4 separate regions of the Mus musculus genome follow, and regions 1, 2 and 3 are each linked to region 4. A link is a contact called in public Hi-C and HiChIP or PLAC-seq data. All regions are on one chromosome and are shown on one strand. Each heading gives the region's core, a stretch centred on a gene start, on an enhancer-like site or on the middle of the called end of the contact. The rest is flanking DNA. Distances are from core to core; before and after follow the strand shown. Region 1 overlaps Hacd4 (3-hydroxyacyl-CoA dehydratase 4). Region 2 holds the start of Klhl9 (kelch-like 9). Region 3 overlaps Focad (focadhesin). Region 4 has its middle 6.5 kb from the start of Ifna15.

Evidence for each region. A called contact is a pair of places that touch in the nucleus more often than the background predicts. HiChIP or PLAC-seq counts read pairs in DNA pulled down with a chosen protein or histone mark.
Region 1: a Hi-C map of bone marrow-derived macrophages shows a contact between it and region 4, with 2.7 times the contacts expected there. The contact joins two enhancer-like sites. A contact is called at or near these places in 1 of 15 datasets of contacts at CTCF or cohesin (the NIH/3T3 cell line), 6 of 484 Hi-C or Micro-C datasets (LSK cells, bone marrow-derived macrophages, embryonic fibroblasts and 3 more), 1 of 115 datasets of contacts at active chromatin or transcription factors (bone marrow-derived macrophages) and 2 of 9 other capture datasets (adipose tissue and liver).
Region 2: a contact with region 4 is called in a Hi-C map of memory CD8 T cells, with 7 times the contacts expected there. The contact joins the promoter of Klhl9 here to the enhancer-like site in region 4. A contact is called at or near these places in 2 of 39 promoter capture datasets (the C10 cell line and pre-B cells), 2 of 15 datasets of contacts at CTCF or cohesin (CD8 T cells and the NIH/3T3 cell line), 3 of 484 Hi-C or Micro-C datasets (CD8 T cells, memory CD8 T cells and muscle stem cells), 4 of 115 datasets of contacts at active chromatin or transcription factors (the SCID.adh cell line, bone marrow-derived macrophages, effector CD8 T cells and 1 more) and 1 of 9 other capture datasets (adipose tissue).
Region 3: a contact with region 4 is called in an H3K4me3 HiChIP or PLAC-seq map of bone marrow-derived macrophages, with 4 times the contacts expected there. The contact joins two enhancer-like sites. A contact is called at or near these places in 7 of 39 promoter capture datasets (the 3T3-L1 cell line, 3T3-L1-derived adipocytes, the HPC-7 cell line and 3 more), 1 of 15 datasets of contacts at CTCF or cohesin (pro-B cells), 53 of 484 Hi-C or Micro-C datasets (the 3T3-L1 cell line, 3T3-L1-derived adipocytes, the Ba/F3 cell line and 38 more), 2 of 115 datasets of contacts at active chromatin or transcription factors (bone marrow-derived dendritic cells and bone marrow-derived macrophages) and 2 of 9 other capture datasets (adipose tissue and liver).

The regions. Positions count from the first base shown.
Region 1 is chr4:88,411,266-88,416,834 of GRCm38.p6, reverse strand. It overlaps Hacd4 (3-hydroxyacyl-CoA dehydratase 4), which reads left to right. Exons shown (of 7, transcript NM_025760.5): 7 at 2,489-2,880. The coding sequence ends at 2,571. Among named protein-coding and RNA genes, the nearest start is that of Hacd4, 25 kb to the left of the region's middle. Within about 2 kb of position 4,309, at least 22 of the 459 cell types and tissues checked have an H3K27ac peak or open chromatin away from gene starts, as enhancers often do. A contact at or near this core is called in bone marrow-derived macrophages and muscle stem cells, where this site is marked.
Region 2 is chr4:88,717,905-88,723,802 of GRCm38.p6, reverse strand. Klhl9 (kelch-like 9) reads left to right here and starts at 1,295. Exons shown (of 1, transcript NM_172871.2): 1 at 1,295-5,511. The coding sequence starts at 1,801. The coding sequence ends at 3,654.
Region 3 is chr4:88,314,025-88,319,862 of GRCm38.p6, reverse strand. All of the region lies in intron 21 of Focad (focadhesin), which reads right to left. Among named protein-coding and RNA genes, the nearest start is that of Hacd4, 120 kb to the left of the region's middle. Within about 2 kb of position 4,357, at least 1 of the 459 cell types and tissues checked has an H3K27ac peak or open chromatin away from gene starts, as enhancers often do. A contact at or near this core is called in bone marrow-derived macrophages, where this site is marked.
Region 4 is chr4:88,549,107-88,554,425 of GRCm38.p6, reverse strand. No RefSeq gene overlaps it. Among named protein-coding and RNA genes, the nearest start is that of Ifna15, 6.5 kb to the left of the region's middle. Within about 2 kb of position 4,040, at least 74 of the 459 cell types and tissues checked have an H3K27ac peak or open chromatin away from gene starts, as enhancers often do. A contact at or near this core is called in CD8 T cells, the SCID.adh cell line, adipose tissue and 3 more, where this site is marked.

The DNA.
Region 1 (5,569 bases), core at 3,060-5,559, 140 kb after region 4:
TGAATTTGCCAAGGAAGAATTTTATGAATGAAATCTAAGTTACAATAGCCACACAACATACCTACGAACAAACTTAGGCAGTTCCGCTACAAAAAAAGTACAGAACACTGATGAGAGAAATGTCAGATATTAGAAGATGGAAAGACTGCCTATTTTTATGGATTGGCAGAAGTCATTAACTGTCCTTAGTACTCAAAGTGCTCTAGGGATTCGATGCAATCTTCATCAAAACCCTGTTGTCATTTGAGGACTGAGGTCATCAGTCAGGGGGTAAGTGGCATGCTGCACAAGCATGTGGACCCGAATTTGAATCCCCAGCATCCACTAAAAAACTGGGCATGGCCACACACCTATAACTTGGGGCTGTTGAAGGAAGAATTGCTGGGCCTTGTGCGCTGTTAGTCCAGCTCTGGGTTCAGTGAGAGACCCGGTTCATCTCAATGCTATAAGGCAGAGAGTGATATCGTCAAGAGCTGAGTCTCCCTCTTGCCACTTACATGTACACACATGGTGTATGTACCAGCAACCACATGTGCAAGTACCATAAACACATATGCTTTTAAGAAAATAATTTTAATAAGAATAAAATAGCAAATGACATGCTACACAGAACAGCAACAACAAAAACCAATACAATTAGTATGCAAGCCCAGAAGCTACCGAATCAAATAGAAAGAGCAAAGCTAGAGACATAGACACCTGGTTTCTAGACATAAGGCAGAGCTCAGTAATAAGCAGGAAGATACTGCATAAAAGGCACATTTATTAGTGAAACAGAATAGAGAATCCAGAAATAAACATGCCAACAATAACAATACACATCAGAGAAACACACAGCACTAGGAGAAAAGGATACACACATACACACACACTCACACAGAAGACTGACACATGACTCCAACCCTTACCCTACACAGAAATCAACTCAAACTATCAAATGCCTTAACATAAGACCTGAAACTCTAAGTACCAGTGAAAGACTTCACGATATGGTACAAATGATAATTCTTGAATGAGGTACCAATATCTCAGAGAACAAAAGCAAGAATTAATGAGATGACATCAAATAGCCACAAACATCAAATGACAACAGGGTTTTGATGGAGATTGCATCGAATCCCTAGATTACTTTGAGCACTAAGGAAAGTTAATGACTTCTGCCAATCGTGAAAATTGGCAGTCTTTCCTTAGTTTGTTCCTTCTACACAGCAAATAACAGAGTAAAGGAAAAAACCTACAGAGTGGGAGAAAACAGTTGCCAAGTCTTCAGAAGGTATAGAGACCCCAGAAATTCAATATGAAATTAGTAGTACAATTAGAATGTGTTTGTGATATGAATATACTTACAAAGTACACACACACACACACACACACACACACACAAGAACTATGAAATAAATGTTCCATTTTACTAACCACCAGGGCAACAGATTCAGTCAGAATGTCTGGCTATCAACCATACAACAACAAAAACAAATGTTAGTGAGGATGTGGAGAAAAAGAAACCACTGTTGTTAGGAATGCAAATTAGTGCAGCTACTCCTGCAACAGTGTGGAAGTTCCTCAAAAAAAAAAACCTAAAAATAGAACTACCATATGATCCAACTGCCCCAAAGAGAGGACAAAAGGAAGTGAAGTTAGCAGCGTATGGAAAAGAATGCACTCTTCACAATAGAAAGATGTGGGGCCCTGGAGGCTGTCAGCATGGATGGATAGAGAAAATATGCTGCATGCTCACACAGTGGGTCATCTAGCCACAAAGCCTGAATTTCTGTTATTCCAGAACAACGAAGAGAAACAGAGAGCACATTAAGCAAGGGCAGCTATAATGTTCTTGCTTATGTGTGAAGATTTAAGAACTGACATGAAAGTTGATTAGTAATTATGTGGGGCTGGAAGCCAGCAGAAGGGACGTGAGATTTGATGAATGCATCTCTCATGCACGTGTGGAAATATCACATTGAACCCACTAATAGGTACAGTAACACAGAAAACCTGAAATCAAAGAGTAAAGTTATTTAAAAGTAAATTAATTGGAGGTAGGGTGGGCTAATAGAAAACTATATTTGAACAAGCTCGACCGATTAAATGTTTTCCAGGAGAGTGGGGAAAAGACTTTTATTATTTACATTTTCCTGCCTCTACCCTTCACAAATTATCAAGATAATAATCATATCTGGGAGATAACAGCTCTCAAGTATAAGGATACCACATACAAATAAAGGAGGGGGGGATAGCTTAGAGATAGTGATGAACGCTACCAACGGGGGGTGGAGGGGAAGGGGAACCCTGCCTTAGAGTGAGTGAGTAGGATGAGTTTGCTTGCACTGCCTTCCTGTATAAGATCTGGACAGTTCATGTGCTCTAATTGAGTCTTCCTTGTTAACTGTGGCTGCTCCTAGAATTCAAACAACCCTCTGCCTGTATCCTAAAACCATGGATCTTTACAGATAAATGATTAACCAACCTTACTCTTTTTGCACTATAGGTATGTATTTCACCTACAGCCATCTTTATACAGAAAGAAAAGACTTCCTCCGAGTTTTTTCTGTCAAACAGAAGAACGTGTGAGGTAGCCTGTCGAACAGGTGAGAAGATGGACTGGTGGTCTAAGCTGCAGCAAATACAACACTGGGCATCTGCTAGCGAAAAAAAAAAACATAGAACTGGACAAAAAAAAAAAAAAAATCTACTGTGGTCCCGTGTTCTAAAGCTCCTGAGCTTTAAGAACAAATCCCCAAAGGTGCAGCAGACACTGCTTCACCAGGGCCGCGGGCTTTATACAAGTTACATTTATAATGAGTTTGAAAACTCTGAATGTTTTCCTGTAATGTTAATGAGAGATAGATTCACTGGAGTAAATTCAATTGACTTGAGAAACCAATTGATTAACTTCTGCACTCGCAACTAACAGATTTATATGAAGGGGATGAGGTAAAAGAGTCCCCTCTGATTCTAAGATAACAAATTCCCCTGCCCTTAGAACCATGAACATTACATATACCCAGAAAATTAAGCATCTTCCTGTATCTTAGTTCAGGTTGCTGCTGTGTCATGAAGCGCATCCCTACCTTATAAAACTTGGCTGTCAAAACTACAGAAATGTATGTTTTAGGGTTTGGGAGACTTGGATGTACAAGAGCAAGATGTTAGCCAACATAGTAAGATTAGTATAGGCATAAACTGTAGACTGGGTCAGCCTCTCGATTAGAAACACTGCTAAGTTGAGCTGTAGCTAGTAGAGATAGAAAGACAATCAGACTTCTTAGATCTGACAGAATGCACCCTGGAGCTCTTTTGAGAGGTGATCTTGCATCACAGATGATCAGAGGTGTCTCTTCAAATGCATAGGGGCTACTTATCTGCTCTGACTAAGATGATGAGTTCAGCATCTTCAAACTCTTCCACCATCTACTCACTAATTTCCCAGTGGCTTCTCCACTTTGCATACAGCACTGCCTCACCTTAACTACTGCTCACTTAGTCTGGTTTATTGCAACAAAATATTACTAAATTGAGTGATTCTAGAAATGAAAAGGCTTAACATCAGGATGCCAAGTGGCAAGTGACTTTTGAGCGTGAGATGCAGATGGATGCCTCCTTGCTGTGTGGCCAGGCCATAGAGAAGGTGGCCCTTTGGTTACTATGGAGTTATTATGACTGTAACATGATTTTAGACAATTGCATAGATGCCCATATCTGTGCCAAATGTACACCTTTCCAGTCCAGTCTATGCTTGGATACTTCCAAGATGCATACAGTAGCTTAAACCCTACACAGGCGCATGCCCAAATACTTTGTGTCTTGGCAACTTGTGTTTTCAAAAGCTGACAGGAGAAGACTTGTAACAAAACCCTCCTTTATGTAGTTACGGACATGGTCTAAAGAAGCAGCTTCCTGTTTGTGTAAAAAAAAAAGTGAAACATCTAGACCGAACAATTTACCTCTTACTTGGGGTCACACAGGTAATCAGGAGGGAGGTTATTATAATTTCAGTGGCACAGCTTTGAATTTAGTCTTTAGTGCTAGCAACGAAGATTCTTTAGCGGACCAATAGCCAGACAACCCCATGACTTGTCCATCCATGACTGCTCAAAACCAAGAGCTCGGAAAGTGAGGGCTGAGGATTACCTTATTTCCTTCTTTTTGTAAACTTCTGTTTTCCTGTGAAGAGCAGGAGGAAACACCAGGTTTGAGAAGAAACCGGACTGAAAAGACATGGAAAATCTGAAATATGAAGTCTAGGCAGATTTGTGCATTCCTTGGGCAACAGCAAATGTTTGGTTGCTGATTCACAATGAGAAAATGTCTCCAGTGCCAACTTCCTCTTCACTAATCATTGTCTCCTGTGTTTCCAAGGTACTCTGGAATCCAGAGCACTTTAATGCATGCAGAAAAACCTGGTCTGTTACACTACTCTCAGGCTTCCCTGTGCCAAAGGCCTGGTGTTTTTCTTAGCAGATGTGCACCTTAAAGTGGGAGCCAAGATGTCTGATGCAGTAGAAATAGATATTTTTGCTCCATTTTAAAGCCGAAAACAATGTTCCCCATGGTACTGTTGCAAGACTTCAAACAAGCTAAGCAAAACGAAACATCTAGTGTTTTCACAATCTGGTACCCAATAGTAAATGCTAGATGACTTTCAGTCTCTAGTTGGTAGGACATACACAACAGTGCATATGGGAAGGAGAAGAAAAGCTGGTATACATTGCTTCTACCTTCTTTTTTCTCTTGGCTTAAACTATCTCCTTGTAGTCCAATCTGTGAAGGAATTATATATTTGGAAACTAGAACCAGTAGTGCTGCTGTAACTCAGTGCCCTTTGGGACAACAAGAAGATACATGCCACCCGTGAATGTCAGCAGTTCTGTGTTTGTGAAAGGCCAGGCACTTGTCTTTGTATGGAAGACACAAAAGTGCCTGACTTTGGTGCCATGACTTTCCTTCCTAATGATCCCCTGTATGTGTATTCAGATGACTGGTTGAAGACTGGGCCCCAGTTGAAGTCACAATGATCAACAAGCATCAAAAGTATAATGCTGCCTGAGTCTCTAGCCAATGCCAGAGCTGAAATCATGATACTATCTTTAGACCACTAATACTTTAAGCTTTTAGGTCACTAATATTCTGGTGGAGAGATCTTCAGTCTTATAAAAAGATTGATCTTCTGAGGAGACATGTATCCCTTTTTGCTGGTCTAGCATCCTATCATCTTTCTCCCAGGGAAACCCAGTTCAAGTTTGCTTGGGGCTACCTCCTCTGTGTCCAGGACTCAGGTCAACACCTGACTTAGGCCTAACCACTGAGTATATCCCACCTGTCAGGGACCCAATACTTGTTAAAAGACCTACGTGTATTCCTAGAGTCTGCCCAGTATTGATTCTGCCATGCCGGTGGGGGAAAGAACTGTTCTTTAGTCTTGGTAATGGTAGCTGGCGGACGTTTTGCTAAGTAGGAGGCATGCTCTCCAGAGAAAGAGACCACAGCATCAGGATTTATCAGACCAACCATGAGTTTCTTGGTTTGTGAACTAATAGCCTCCTTTGTGGCCACTAATGTTGTGAATTGG
Region 2 (5,898 bases), core at 46-2,545, 170 kb before region 4:
CACTCAGGAAAGGCTTACCCCAACTCCTGAACCAAGCAGCCTCCCAGAACTTAGCTCCTGGGAAGAACTTCTCAAGACCATTCTCATTTCAACAAAGCTCTGGTATAACAGGGCACCTGGGGGGGGGGGGGGGAAGGAACGACGACCACAGGTTGTTCTACTAGTTTGGGGAAAAGAATGTTGTTCTACTAGTTTCCCGGGATTGCTGCAATTGGCCGGAAACCACCGGGAGAAGAAGGAAGGAGAAATAAAGGAAGATTAATCACCTATAGTTAAGTAAATTACATACATTTTTTTGGGGTCATCAACAGGTTGTAAGTAAGCTCTCTATATACCAATTTTGGAAAATCTTGAACTGGAAAAAAAAAATCCAGTAGGATACATGCCATTTAGAAAAGAGCCAGGAAGTGGAGCATAAGAATGTAAGTATATTCTTAGTCTGCATACAAGTAAACGCTAGAAGGATTTGGAACTTCGAGAACAGAGAACTACGGCAAATTATATACTTATTCTCAAATCAAAGTTAAAATTTGCCAGTAGCTAGAGAACTGCATGTTAATAAAAAATACTTATAAAAGCAAAGTTCAACACAAGGGAAACGCAAAGGGTAACTATTTTGGAAACATTGACTTGAATATTCTACCAAATATTATCATTATCCAAATCAGGATAACGTTTTGTGTTCAAATCATCTGCGCTTATTACAGAGTCCATAAGATAATGGAGGACATTTGTACACTGATGAAAACAGTGGACAAAGTAAACTATAACATGCTCAACTACTGGAAAACTGTAGCCAGTTAAAAATAGTGTTTGGAAAACAAAACCCTGAAAACCGTATTTATGAAGGCATTATCTCTCCTGCCAAATATTAAAAAAATGTATCATTAGGACCAAAATTTAGTGGCAAGTTAAATCTCATGTGTCTTAAATGTTAAACAAACAAACAAAAAACCTTTTACAATCAACATTTTTAATTGAGTGTGACGCAAACTGTAAAACTGTTCTTGAAGAAAATAAATAAATAAAACGATACAATGATTTCTTCTGCCAGGCTTCTTGTGTTTGAACAAAGGTTGCCTTTCGTTGCTGCTCTGGCAAAGACCTTAAGCGTAAATCTTGAAAAGAACGCGCTCTTGAAAAGCAAGCTTAAGCACACGCACGCGCATTCCTACAAGCTTACATAATGGACCCTGCACCGGCCTCGCTGGCCGGCCGGAACCCCGCCCCCAGTCCCGCCCGCGCCCTGCCCCCATCCACCGCCCCCTTGCCAGCTCAGCCGCGCAAGCGCACTAGCTGTGCAGCCGCTCCTAGCCCGGGGGATCCTGGGATTCTGCCTTTCCGGAAGGTCGGGCTGGCTCTCGGTGCTAGGCCGCCGTTCTAGGCCCAAGTCGGGATTCCAGGCCCTGCTCCAAGCCAAGTCCGTAGCCGCGACGACACAGCGGGGATCGCAGAGGACGCGGCCGCAGCTCGTTGGGGTGGCTGAGCCTTGGAGGGCGGCAGCCGGGGTGCGCAGGCCGTGACGGCCCCTCCCCCGCCCTGAGCGCAGCGGCGAAGGACGACAGCCCGGGACCGGAGGAGGTGAAGCGGTCACGTAACTGCCCCGGGTGATGACTCACCCGCTCTCCTGGCAGATTTGAGGTGCGTGCTGCTGTTGCTGCAGGGCGGACGTCGGTGTGCCCAGAGCGGTGCTGCGGCGACCGCTTGCTTGCCCTTGGTTCGGCGGCCCCGGGGTTTCCCGAGAGCGTTCTCTTTGTAACGTCTGCGGCCTGCAGCTCGCAGCGAGCTCCGGCTTCTCCCATGAAGGTGTCTCTGGGTAACGGCGACATGGGCGTCTCTGCCCACCTGCAGCCTTGCAAGTCTGGAACTACGCGGTTTTTTACCAGCAACACGCACAGTTCGGTTGTATTGCAAGGCTTTGATCAGCTCAGAATAGAGGGCCTACTTTGTGACGTGACGCTGGTACCTGGCGATGGAGAGGAAATCTTCCCGGTTCATAGAGCCATGATGGCGTCTGCCAGTGATTATTTCAAGGCCATGTTCACTGGAGGAATGAAAGAGAAAGATTTGATGTGCATCAAGCTTCATGGGGTGAACAAAGTTGGTCTGAAGAAAATCATTGATTTTATTTATACTGCAAAACTGTCTCTTAATATGGACAATCTTCAGGACACTCTTGAAGCTGCCAGCTTTCTACAGATCTTGCCGGTTTTGGATTTTTGTAAAGTATTTCTTATATCAGGCGTCTCTTTGGATAACTGTGTGGAGGTTGGCCGGATTGCTAACACCTACAATCTTATAGAAGTGGATAAATACGTAAATAATTTCATCCTGAAGAACTTTCCTGCCTTGTTGAATACTGGGGAGTTTCTGAAACTCCCCTTTGAACGGCTTGCCTTTGTGCTTTCCAGCAATAGTCTCAAGCACTGTTCGGAACTTGAGCTCTTCAAGGCAGCCTGCCGCTGGCTGAGGCTGGAAGACCCTCGGATGGACTATGCCGCAAAATTAATGAAGAATATTCGCTTTCCACTGATGACACCACAGGATCTCATCAACTATGTGCAGACAGTAGATTTCATGAGAACAGACAATACCTGTGTGAATTTACTTTTGGAAGCAAGCAATTACCAAATGATGCCGTATATGCAGCCGGTGATGCAGTCGGACAGAACTGCCATTCGATCTGATTCTACTCATTTGGTTACCTTAGGAGGAGTTTTGAGACAACAGCTAGTTGTCAGTAAAGAGTTACGAATGTACGACGAAAGGGCGCAGGAGTGGAAGTCGTTAGCGCCCATGGATGCTCCTCGATACCAGCATGGCATTGCTGTTATTGGAAATTTCCTTTATGTAGTTGGTGGCCAGAGTAATTATGATACAAAAGGAAAAACGGCTGTTGATACAGTTTTCAGATTTGATCCTCGTTATAATAAGTGGATGCAGGTGGCATCATTAAACGAAAAGCGCACATTCTTTCACCTGAGTGCCCTCAAAGGACATTTATATGCAGTTGGTGGGCGCAGTGCAGCTGGTGAACTGGCCACAGTAGAATGTTACAACCCAAGAATGAATGAATGGAGCTACGTTGCAAAGATGAGTGAACCCCACTATGGCCATGCTGGAACAGTATATGGGGGTTTAATGTATATTTCCGGAGGAATCACTCATGACACTTTCCAAAATGAGCTCATGTGTTTTGACCCAGATACAGACAAATGGACACAGAAGGCTCCTATGACTACAGTCCGAGGTCTGCATTGCATGTGTACAGTTGGAGACAAGCTGTATGTCATCGGTGGCAACCACTTCAGAGGAACAAGTGATTATGATGATGTCCTAAGCTGCGAATACTATTCGCCAACTCTTGACCAGTGGACACCAATTGCTGCTATGCTGAGAGGTCAGAGTGATGTTGGAGTTGCAGTCTTTGAAAACAAAATCTATGTTGTTGGTGGATATTCTTGGAATAACCGGTGCATGGTAGAAATTGTCCAGAAATATGACCCAGAAAAAGACGAGTGGCATAAAGTTTTTGATCTTCCTGAGTCGCTGGGTGGCATTCGGGCTTGCACTCTCACAGTTTTTCCACCTGAAGAAAACCCTGGGTCACCTTCTAGAGAATCACCTCTTTCAGCACCTTCAGATCATTCTTAGATCCAAGGTGTAATACCTTTTCAGTGTATCATGGGTGGTCTTGTTCATCCCCTTGTATTGTTTCTCCTTATTGCTACAGTTAATAGACAAAAAGGTAACTTAGACCCTTTTTTTTTTTTGGTTTGGCTTGATATTGTTTAGTAAATGGCTATACAAGTGCATTTTGAAAAGTATTAAATATATTCAGCTGTTTTAACAAGTAAAAAAGATACATAGAAAATTAGATTTTTTTTTGTGGTGTTACATGTGTCAAATTATAGATGATCTTAGTAAATGTGTAATTATGTCTGTTATACTAAAAATTAAAACATTTGATTTGACTGAAACATTAAATGGAGGTCCCCTGTTCTAACCTAATATAAAGATTGCCAAGGTACAGCTACCTCCCTCTTGGATAGTTTTGGACAATCTGTTGTCTAGGCTGTGTGATTAGTCTTAGAATATTTGAAGTTTCCTAGGTAGACAGAAATAGTAACAATATTAACTAGAAGAAACAGGTCAGGATTTGTTCTCTCACTGGAGAAAAAATAATAGGTGTGTACACTAGTCAGATATTCATGCTCACTCAAAAATTTGTGTACACACATAAACTTTTAGACTTGATAGAAACTTCAACTGTTGTGAAAATGACCTTATATTTTCTTCCAGAAAGCAGCTAATTTTATTTCAATGAGAATTCAATACCAGAGAGTCCGTGTCTAAAGTCTTAAACCGAATTTAGATAGCTAAGGGCTACAACAAACTAAATTGACAGCCAAATTTGTCATTTAATAGAATTTTTTCTTTAAATGAAATTTAATTAGTTTTTCTGTAGTCTGTAGTTACATGCTTATTTAGCAGAAAGCAAGTTTCAAAGAACTGTTTTTGTCTTTGTTGTTTTTTTTATCATTAACTTTTACCTGTGAAAATCGGGAGTTAAGGAAGGCATAGAAGCATTCTCAACAAAGCTCCAGGATTTTAAGTTTAGTCTCCTGCCTCAGTCACTCTGACATGCCTATTATGTGATTTTGAATGATTTTTTTTTTCTTTTTTTTTTTTTTTTTGGTGCTGAGGTAGCTGGTAAGCATCCTGTAATGTGTGAGCTGCCTCAAGGCTGTGATCTGAGCAAACAGATACACCCTGTTCTGCATCAAATCAGAATTACGCCTTTTTAGCCTTGACTCAAAAATAGAACCAGCTCAGATCCCCTAAGAAGTCAGCTGGTTTCTTTAAGGCAGTGCTAAAGTAGACCTTCAGTCTTCAATACTGTGGGAATACTTTCTGCCTGAGAATTACATGGGAAAATCTTAAAGGGAACTTATCAGATAAATGGAATTATAGTGTCCCTTGGTAATGAGTGATACTGAATATGTACTTTCCTGGGAAAATTGTTCAACTGAAGGAAAAAAATACACACACACACCTAGTCCTGGGAGAGTGCCAGAGTGCTGTTGACAGTCCCTTAATGTAATTCAGACAAAGTGAAAGGATTCGGCTTCTGGCTTCTGAACTTTAACTTAACTGCCCATAAGTGTTGACTCATTTTAATGCTTTTCATGATTTCTGCATTGACAGAATTTTCATACTTTGTGTGTGTGGTTTTTTTTAAAATGACTTTTTTTGTTAACTTCAGACATATTTGATTACTTTTAGAAGGTAGAAATTGCTACTAACTTTGTGTATTGAATAAGTAAGAAATTGCATCCTGATTTTTTCCTTTTATTAATAGCAAGATTGAATACTTGTGTATTTTGAATAGCTACATTTTCCCTTTGGTCAAATGTCAGTGTCCTTTTCCTTGTGATATCTTTTGGAGTTGCTTTGTTTTTCATATCAAGTTAGAGGATCTCTTTATATAATAAAATTACTTAACTGATATTTTCTTGTATTGCTTTTTTTTCTTCCTCTCAGGCTCTTAGTTTTACAAGTGGAGGCTGTTCAATAGTTTTTGAAACCAAATTTGTCCCTTCTATATTTTGGCCTTTGGATAACTTTACTGTGGTTTATTTTATTTGATTTTTTATTGGATATTTTATTTATTTACATTTAAAATGTTATCCCCTTTCCTGGTTTCCCCTCCCCCTCCCCCTGCTTCTATGAGGGTGCTCGCCCATCCACTCACCACTCCAGCCTCACCGCCACCCTACCATTCCCCTACACTGAGCCTTTACAGGACCTAGGGCCTCCCCTCCCTTTGATGCCACATGGAATTGATATATTGCTTTTTCATGCTGGTTCTAACATGCTGAGCTGATATTGCAAGCC
Region 3 (5,838 bases), core at 3,108-5,607, 230 kb after region 4:
AAGGTCCCCCATATCCACCCCCCCCCCAATCCCCTACCCACCCACTCCCCCTTTTTGGCCCTGGCGTTCCCCTGTACTGGGGCATCTAAAGTTGGCAAGTCCAATGGGCCTCTCTTTGCAGTGATGGCCGACTAGGCCATCTTTTGATGCATATGCAGCTAGAGACAAGAGCTCCGGGGTATTGGTTAGTTCATATTGTTATTCCACCTATAGGGTTGCAGTTCCCTTTAGCTCCTTGGGTAATTTCTCTAGCTCCTGCATTGGGGGCCGTGTGATCCATCCAATAGCTGACTGTGATCATCCTCTTCTGTATTTGGTAGGCCCCGGCATAGTCTCACAAGAGAGAGCTATATCTGGGCAAAATTAATTTTTAATAAATAAAAATTATATAATGATCAGAACAAGAAGAAGAGAAGAAGAAGAAGGAGGAGGAGGAGGAGGAGGAGGAGGAGGAGGAGGAGAACAACAGCAATCACCACCACCACCCCCAATGATTTTGCTCAGAAATCATTATCCAGCTTCCAGTATGGCTGAATAAGGTTTCTCTAAAACACAAATGGAAGAGCAGCTCATTACTTAATGCTAAGCATAAACATGGCTGGGTGGCACTGACATGATCAGGAACAACATTATCACCAAGAAGGGAGAAAGTAATGAAATTTGACTGCCATTCTCATGCCAGGATAAGCCAGTGTTGCCTAATTTAGATGAGAATATCATGTCAAAGTAGGAAATGCCAAAGATGATGGGGTTGACAGCAAATTCCAGAAAAGAAAACTGACGCTTGCCCTCAGCTTCCTCCCAAAGGGCAGGAGGTATCTATAAGGAAAGAGAAAGGCAATAGAGAAGCCTGGAAGATAGGATATGACCACTGGTGGGGTCCAATTCAAAATATCAAAGAGAGAGGGCACATGGATTTGCCCAAACCTAAGATACTAGTCATATGGGTTAATTCTGCATCAGATATTTGTCAGCAATCCTTTCAAATGTGTAATAGCATGGTGGAACATCAGGGGTCTTGTTTGCTTGTTTGTTTGTTTTGAAAAGCAGGGAAATAAGGGGAAATTTATGAGATGATTTTATATAAATAGTTCACCATGGCATCAAAAGTCTTAGTTTAGCCAACACATGTTTTTTGAGAAGCATTAATAAAGTATTACATATAAAATATACGTCAAGTATGAAAAACGCCCGTTCCAGTCTGGCACATAAGGGGCTTACAACCCACAATTCATCCTAAGAAACATAACTGAGAAGAACACATCCTAAGACACATCCTAAGAACACAACTTGATGCCCCTGCCCCACCCCCCATGTCTCTCTGAGACCTGTGAGGGATGACAGCACAGCAAAGTGCAGCTTGACAGATAGCAAGCAAACACGGAGAACCACAACTTACTTGAACAGTCACCCAGAGGCAGACACCTAATGCTAACAAGAACCTCAGTATGAAATCCCAGATTGGCCAGATTCAGGGAAGAGTTGTATAATCAGAGGATCAGAAGCTTGCGTCATTAGACCACCACATACCTCTGCATGTTCCACTTAGAGCTTTACCAAATTTTCATAATGAACACAAAATAAAAGTCACCCTATATATCTGATATCTGGGAAGGGGAAGAAATCATTCTGGTGTACACCATCAGAGGAAGCCCAAGTTAACACAGTAAGTTATGCTCTGAGATTTACCTGTAGCCTAACTACATTCGAACCTGCAATTCTGCTCCAGCATCCTATTAGGTGGTTTACAAGAAGAAGGAAGACCAAAGTGTGAATACTTCGGTCCTTCTTAGAAGGGGGAACAAAATACCCATGGAAGGAGCTGAGACTGAAGGAAGGACCATCCAGAGACTGCCCCACCTGGGGATCCATTCCATAAACATCCACCAAACCCAGACACTATTGTGGATGCCAACAAGAGTTTGCTGACAGGAGCCTGATAAAGCTGTCTCCTGAGAGGCTCTGCCAGTACCTTACAAATACAGAAGTGGATGCTCACAGCCATCCATTGGACGGAGCACAGGGTCCCCAATGAAGGAGCTAAAGAAAGGACCCAAGGGACTGAAGGGGTTTGCAGCCCCATAGGAGGAACAACAATGTGAACTAACCAGTATCTCCAGAGCTCCCTGGAACTAAACCACCAATCAAAGAAACACATGGTAGGATTCATGGCTCTAACTGCATATGTAGCAGAGGATGGCCTAGTTGGTCATCAATGGGAGGAGAGGCCCTTAGTCCTGTGAAGGTTCTATGCCTCAGTATAGGGGACTGCCAGGGCCAGGAAGCAGGAGTGGGTGGGTTGGTGAGCAGGGGTAATGGGGAGGGGATAGGGGATTTTCAGAGGGGAAACTAGGAAAAGGGATAACATTTGAAATGTAAATAAAGAAAGCATATAATAAAAAGAAAGAAAAGAAGAAACAGATGAAAAAAAAAAAAGAGTTAGAGAATCAAGTTGTTCTGTGACCTGTATGTGCTCTGGAGCACATATGCCCCACATCATTATAAAAGAATAATTGGAACAGTAGTAGTTGAAATTGAAAACTAAAATCTGGTTCTTTGAAAAGTTAAACGAATACAATAAACCTGTAGCAAACCAAACAAGAAAAAACAATAAAATAAAGAAAAGATACAACTCTAGGCCCTACAAAAATTAGAAGAGTAATGAAGAACACCATGTACAAACTCAATGCCCCAAATTAACTACCTAGAAAACAGACCACTGCCTTGAAAAGCACAAAGTTCACATGAAAAATACATTATCTGAATAGTTACACCTTTTAAGAAAAACAAAATTTTAAACAGCTACTAGCTGTTTAGAATAGAAGTGTAGGTCTCAGATGTGCTCATAGCTAACTGCTACTAAACACTTAAGGACGCCATCATTCTGATTCTCGGTGCTTCTTAGAGAAGACAGGAGCAGACACTTCCTCATTCCAGACGAAACCAGACGAAGACACTGACAAGAAATCCACAGAACAATATTTCCCATAAACGTAAAGACAAAACTCCTCAAAAGCATGAGCAAAATGAGTCTGACAATGTTTAAAAAATTTATTCACTACAATTAGTGGTATTTATCCTGTGCGAGTGGGTCAATATTCAAGAATGTACGGTGGAGAGATCACACATCAGATCAATATTGTGGAAAAGAGCGCTTGTGGAACTCAACTTCCAACTAGTTTAACCAAGTTTTAGTCCAAGCTTGACAAGGAAAATCTACACAACACCCCAAGCCAAAAGAATCCCATAGAATACACATGGCAAAAACCTGAAAGCTATTTTTAAAAGATCAGAACAAGGCAGATATGTCAATTCTCAGCAGTTCTTTACAACATCATACCAGAAGTCCCCACTGATGTAATATGATAGAAACAAAAAGTTTAACATATACTGGAAGGAAAGAAAAATTGCCTCTGCCACAGACAACATAGGCATTTACATATAAAATTCAAACAAATTGGCCAAAAGATCCAGGAACTAGTCACCTCAGCAAGGCTAGTTTATACAAGAATACACAGAACCCAACCGCTTTCCCTTATATCTACAATGAATAAATAAATATTAAAATGTGAGACTCAGTGACATAGTAATATCACCTGAAATGGAAGGTGTGGGTATAAATGTACAGAAATACTTACAGGATCAACATGAGAAAAACTATATACTATGAAAGACCAATAATTTAAATAAATGGGGAGATATGCTAAGCTTATAAATAGAAGATTCAACCCTAACCGTGTATTCCAGTGAGGTTCTAATCAAATCCTAGAGTGTTATTTCAGAAATATCAGCGCAGTGATTCTAAACATCATATGGCAAAGAAAAAGGAAGAAAGAGGGGCTAGAGATGGTTCAACAATTAAGAGCACTTACTGCTCTCTCAGAGTTCTGTTCCTACACGGTAGCTCACTGTGGCATGTACCCCCAGTTCCACAGGACATTGTGTCCTCTTCTGTCCTCTCCTGCAAACATCTAGTACACATAGATTCATATAGGCATGCACATATACATGAAAATAATAAATGAATGAATGAGCGAATGAATGAATGAACAAATGAATTTTAATACACAAAGGAGTCAATGAAACAAAGAGGAATATTAAGTAGGTGAGATTATGGGACCTTACGCCTTACTATTCAGCTAGAGTTAAGGTAGAAAAGCAAAATCTTGTTGTCTTTACACAGTAGCAATAAGCAGAAAATCAAACAGAATGAACCCTAGTTACAAAATGTAATGGTTAGTAAATGTAACAAAACGCCTGCAAGATTTAAAATATGCAAACAAAATGTTAACCTAACTAAATGCAAAGATTACATTGTTCATGAGTGGAGAGACTGGTGTTCCTTATTTCAGTTTCCTGCCAAGTGGCCTACGGAACTGATATATTTATAATCTACATCAGAGCCAGCATGTGAATTCTTAAAGCTGTGTTTATGTTTATATAGAAAAGCAAAGGGCCTAGATACCATTTCAATTCAAGGCTTATTGCTAGGTAACAATAATTAAGATATATGATTTGGGTAAAAGTACAGAAATCGTAACAAATAGAAAACACACATATCCAAGAAAGAGGAAGAGACTGAGAGAGGGAGGGAGGGAGGGAGGGAGGGAGGGAGGGTGGGTGGGAAGGGAAGAGGGAAGGGGAAGGGAGAGAGGGAAAATGCATGGGGAGGTGATTTTTGACCAAGGTACTTAAGTAAAAGTGTAAAACTTCTCCATGGAAACAGAGCCTATCTACAAGCTGACTAGTAAGTACACTAAATGTGCTGCGCTGACTCAGGAAAAACTGACCTGCAAAGGAAGCAGCACAGAACCAACGTGGGCTACCACAAGGACAAACGTCAAACACTTTACCTTGTAGCCACACCAAATTAATCCTATACTTTGAATGTATATATAAAATGGGTGGGTTTTACAATATGTGAATTATGCTTTTACTTTTAAAAATTAATGAATAAAAATTAAATTAAGCAGAAAAGGAAACCTCTTGTAATCTTGCTTCAGATTTTTATCATTTATTTATTTATTTATTTATTTATTCATAACTCCAGATTTTATTTCCCTCCTGGTCCACCCTCCAACTGTTCCACATCCCACACCTCCTTCCTGCCCACCTCCACTCACCCCCACCCCTGTGTCCATGAGGATGTCCCCACCCCCCCACTCCCACTCCCACTCCCACTCCCACTCCACCAGACCTCTAAACTCCCTAGGGCCTCCAGTCTCTTGAGGGCTAAGTGCATCTCTGACTAAACCCAGACCCGGCAGTCCTCTTCTGTATATGTGTTGGGGGCCTCATATCAGCTGGTGTATGCTGCCTGGTTAGTGGTCCAGTGTCAGAGATCTCAGAGGCCCAGGTTAATTGAGATTGCTGGTCCTCCTACAGGGTTGCCCTCCTCCTTAGCTTCTTCCACCTTTTCCCTAATTCAACCACAGGGGTCAGCAGCTTTTGTCCACTGATTGGATGCAAATATCTGCATTTGACTCTTTCAGCTGCTTGCTGGGTCTTTCTAAGGACAGTCATGATAGTTCCCTTTTTGTGAGTGCTCCAATTGCTGGTTGGATTGCAAACTGGTACAACCACTCTGGAAATCAATCTGGAGATTCCTCAGAAAATTGGAAGTAGATCTACCTGAAGACCCAGCAATACCACTCTTGGAAATATACCCAAAAGATGCCCCACCATGCCACAGGGGCATGTGTTCCACAATGTTCATAGTATTCTTGTTTGTGATAGTCAGAAGCTGGAAACAACCTAGATGTCCCACAACAGAAGAATGGATACAGAAAAAGTGGTTCATTTACACACTGGAATACTACTCAGCTATTAACAACGAGG
Region 4 (5,319 bases), core at 2,791-5,290:
TATTAACTGATGCAGAATAACCTAGTTCTTATTCCTATTGGAGTAAGATCTGTGTTTTATAGGGGGCATAGCTCAGTATCTAGGGCCTCTTGACCTTTCAGCCCCTTTGAATCAGCAGGACTTTGAAGGGAGGAAGACAATGTGCATCTGTATGTAGAGTTGCCAAGGAAAATCCTAGAGTTTAATCAGCTCCTACTATGAGCTACTAAGAGTAAGCTGTTACTTGCAAATTCCTCTCTGATTTCAGGTCCTGTCTCTTGACTCTATGGTCAGGAGAAAGTTGTCACTATCACTTTGGATGAGGAGCCTGTTCACATGAATGTTCCTGTGTCTGAGTCCTCAAGGGAGCACAGGAAGAGGTAAAGGACTTTTAGGTTTTATAGGGACAGACACGTGTGCTCTGTGTATTTGGGGAAAATCTAAGAATAGCAAGGAGACCTTCAGATCTTAAAACTGAAGTGGACTCTGGGAGGGGAATGGTGATTACTTGATAAGCTTGTCTCTTGGTGTGACTGCTTAACATCTTCCAGACATGACCTCCAATATACTTTCCCTGGTGATCATTTTAATGTAATTTCCATAACTTTTACAATTACATAATGGAAAACATGCTATGAAGCAGCTCCATACTATCACCTTGCCCAGAAAATATGTATGGCCATATTGTGCTTCATAACTAGATTTAATGACTTGTTTTCATACAACAGATTTTTGAGAACCAAGAGACAAGATGGGAGAACTGAGACAGGAGCATGGGATGTGGAGAGTAAGTCCTGAGCTATCATTCCTGCACACAAGACCTGGAGACCTGTTCAGCACAGGTGATGGGAGAACAAGAATCTGCCCATGCAGTGGCCTTAAGGAAATACTTGCAGGGAGCACATCTCTAGCAAAAAGAAACACAGTGAGCAAGCCTAGGAGATGTCATCATGGAAATAAGGAGAGCAGAGCTGCAAGAGAGGCTGAGGATGGAGGCCTGGGCTTATCTTGAAATGATTCTTCTTGATGAATCTGATATGTCACATACATCATCACCATTTGCTTTAGTAAGATCTTGCTAAAAGTGACAGTCTTAATGTTAAGTAACACTAACAAATATTCATTTGTACTTTATCTGTTATTGTGGCTTATCATATTGATAATATACAGGAGACAATTTCCTGAACAGAACACCACTGGCTCAGGCTCTAAGATCAACGATTGATAAATGGAACCTCATGGAACTAAAAGGCAAAGGACACGTCAATAGGACAAAAAGGCAGCCAACAGAGTAGGAAAAGATCTTCACCAACCTTGTACCTGACAGAGGGCTAATATCCAAAACTTATAAAGAACTCAAAACATTAAACACCAACAACTCAAATAACCCAATTAAAAATGGGGCACAGAGCTAAAAAGAGAATTCTCAACTGAGGAATCTGAAGTGGCTGAGAAACACTTAAGGAAATGTTCAAAGTCCTTAGCCATCAGGGAAATGCAAATCAAAAGAACTCTGAAGTTCCATCTTACACCTGTCAGAATGCCTAAGACCAAAAACCCAAGTTGTAGCACATGCTGGTAAGGATGTTGAACAAGGGGAACACTCCTCCATTGCTGGTGGGAACACACACTTGCACAACCTCTTTGGAATTCAATTTTTTTTTCCCCAGAAAACTGCAACTAGTTCTACCTCAAGACTCAGCTACACCACTCCTGGCACATACCCAAAAGATGTTCCAACATCCCACAAAGACTATGCTCATAGCAGCTTTGTTCATAATATCCAGAAACTAGAAACAACCTAGATGTCCCTCAACTGAAGAATGGATAAAGAAAATGTGGTACAACTACGCAATGAAATAGAGACATCAAGAATTTTGCAGGCAAATAGATGGATCTTGAGTATATCATCCTGAGTGAAGATACCCAGTCCCAAAAGGATATGCATGGTATGTATTTATGAATAAGTGGGTATTAGCCATAAAATACAGGATGCCCATACCATACTCTACAGACCCAAAGAGGCTGGACAGTAAGGAGGGCACAAGCAAGGGTGCTTGAGTCTCACTTGGAAGGGAGATGGAGTGATCATGGAAGGCAGATGGAGGGAGAGACCTGGGTGGGAGAGGGGATCTGGGGAAGTGGCTCCTAGAGAAGAATGTGGATTAATGTCTCCAGAAGGTTCTTTTTCTGTCTTTAGATACGTTTTCTGAAAACAAATACCAGGCATATTAGTACGAATCCACAAACGTTTAAAGCATTGTATTTAAATAATTATTTAATTTCCAAAGTATAGTTAACCTGTTGATATGCTAATTAATATTACTCTACAATAAGCTTCAATAAGTATTTGCTTTTCAAATTCAGTTCTGTTTTTAAACATTACTGTTAGGCTCCTCATGAATCATTACAGACTTTGTGTTGGTCTTTTGCATAATTTATTCATGACTAATTTCTAATCCTTGCTATATACATTTTCTAAAAACTAGTGGTGTTTTGACTGATGTCTGGGCTGGTGTCGTTGTTCTTGCTGTTCTTGTTTTGTTTTGTTTTGTTTTTACTTTACCTGTGTACCAAGAGCTGTGTGGTTCTTAGTTCTGAGTTTGTTTCTTCTTTTGATGATGGAATGTTTATATCAGAGGACTAAGCCTCTCCCTAACCTTATTTCTTTCTGACTTGAAGTACATTCAGTACAAATGTTTCAACATTCAATCTTGTATTCTACCAGGGTTTTCCATCTAGGATAGTAAAACGTACATTGCTTTCTGTTAGTGTCCGCCATTCCTGGAATATTTGATTTTATTTCCCCCCATGTCTATCCTCTGGTACATCTTGCCTGCTGATAATACAGTATTTTCCACATTATCTCATTTATTAGTGTGGTTAGTAAACATGTTCTCTGTTCACTTATTGCTCATCACCGAAAGTGTCTAATAATTCCTATGGGTTCTCTAAGAAATCATGCTGATCAGGTTGTGAGGATCAAGTCAGAAAGGAACGCTCCACCGTGGACTGCATTAGTCTCTGCCTCCAGATTCCTGCTTCTCTGAGTTCCTGCCTTCGCTCCCCTCAACAGATTCAGGATGCAGTAGCCAGATAAAGCCTTTCCTCCCCAAGTTCGTTTTGGTCACAGTGTTTCATCATAGCAATGGTAACCTGAACTAAGACACCGTGTTTTAACACTGTGACTTTAGAACTGGTGTGCAGTGGAGAGCTTTAGTTAATCATTCAATAGTACTAATTGCACCTGGCGAATTTTAAGATAAATCAAGGAGTAAGATATATGGTCAAATGGATGAAAAAAAAAAATAAGAAAGAATCTTCCTCACAGAATAAAGAACAAAACAGCATATTAAGCAGAGAAATACTATTATGCACGCTATATAACAGCAACCATTGATAAAGAAGACTGTCAAGAGAAATAACTTAATAACCATATACACTCAGACTTAAAGTAATTGGTAACAGAAACCCAGGCAGGCTATGCCAGCACATGCCTTATTCCCAGCGCCCGGGAGAGACTATAGCGTTCAAGGCCAATCAAGGCACATAGGATGATCTTGTGGCAGTCAACGTGCCTTCTACTGAGTTTTTCAGACCTCCAGAACAGTGCTTATTGATGGAGCATTGCCGTCCGTTCTTGTCCAAAAGAGAAATTCCGTAGACCTTTGGGACAAGTCCTGGAAAAGGTCAAACTTCCTCTGTCACAGGAGCAGCTGGGAGCCGCACTGCAGGGCTGCTATCCCTCCCATTTGAGCCCCTCCAGCTTCGCAGAATCCATTTCAGAATCCAGCCAAAGCCACAGTAATTCTCCTGCCTCCACTCTCTGCTTGTCCCGCAGGTGGCAGGTGTTTCTCTTCTCTTTGTAGTTTTAGTTTTCTGTCTCTATGAAGAATGAAAAGCAAAAGTTCTTAATAAAACAAAAAAACAAAAACAAAAAACTGCTCTACACAGTTTTGAATTTGTGTCTCGAGGAATATTTTGGGGGTGGAGTTGAATGCCCAGTCAGAGTGACGTGAAGATCCGAAAGTGAAAGGAATCGTTGGGTTTGCATCCTTGAGCAGTGAATGGGAGCGCGCCCCCTGCTGACTGCGCGTCACCTGACTGAGCCTACGTCCTAGGAGCCAGAGCTTGCTTGAGTGTCAGTCCATAAGTCAAATCAGATACTGGTTGGTTACTCTCACAAGCTCCGTGCCACCATTGTACTAACAGAGCTTGCTGGCGGACACCATAGATCAAAGGAGTTGTAGCTGGGTTGGTGTTTTACTGTTTTCCTTTGCGCATACATAATACTTTCCTGTACCAAAGATGCTAGCACATATGGGTGGAGATGTCCATTTGGGGCCCCGTTTCCCCCATTATTTGGCGATTTCATTTAGGTTGCCTTCATATATGTAAATATTTTAGGAAGCTTCTACTATATTGCCCCCATACTATCAAATGGGCCTTAATTTAGCTGTCTTCTCCCCATCTCCCGTCACTCATTCCCCTATTTACCCTTCCCCAACTTGATCCTTCCATTCTACACACACACACACACACACACACACACACACACACACACCACCATTCACCATTCATCCATAGCTCTCTATTCTATTCCCCTTTCCAAGGAGATCTATGTTTCCCCAATCCCTTGCTGCATACCTATTCTTGCAGTTCTACTGGTTATAATAGCTTGGTTAATATTATTTTAACAGCTAATATCTACATACAAGTATATATTTGTCTTTCTGCCTGAGTTACCTCACTTTAAATAACTTTTCTTTAGCCCCATCAGTATACACGCAAATTTTATGATTTTACTTTTAATGCTAAGTAAAATAATCCGTTGTGTAAGAGTAGCAGAAAATTGGCATATCTCGTTTTGCATTCTTTTAATTCCCCCCCTTTTTAACAATAAATTATTTATTTTTAGACAGAATGGCTGGTACACAGGTGTTCATTACATTGTCATGTGAATACATTCTCATTATTTTTTTAAAAAAGCATTTCAAGTGCATATTACATTTTTTACATCAGTGGATTGAAATTCTTAAATTTTAAATAATTCTTCAAATAGCCAATTTTTAGAGATACCAGCTATTGAAGTTCAGTTAATGGATTTAGTAATTCTTTCTTTTAACAGTGCGGGCTTCCTTTGTGGTTGGTGACAATCTTCCTAGTGAGGCTTTGTGGTATTTTCCTTTCTCCTTGTATCTCTCTTACTGATTTATCTTTCTTCCTGGTTAGCCCAAGGCTTACATAAAATATCTAATAGTTAGGATATGCTCACTTCATGTAACAGATGCTTAATTTCAATTGCCTTTAACGAGGCCCTGCTTTCGCATCAAGCCCTAA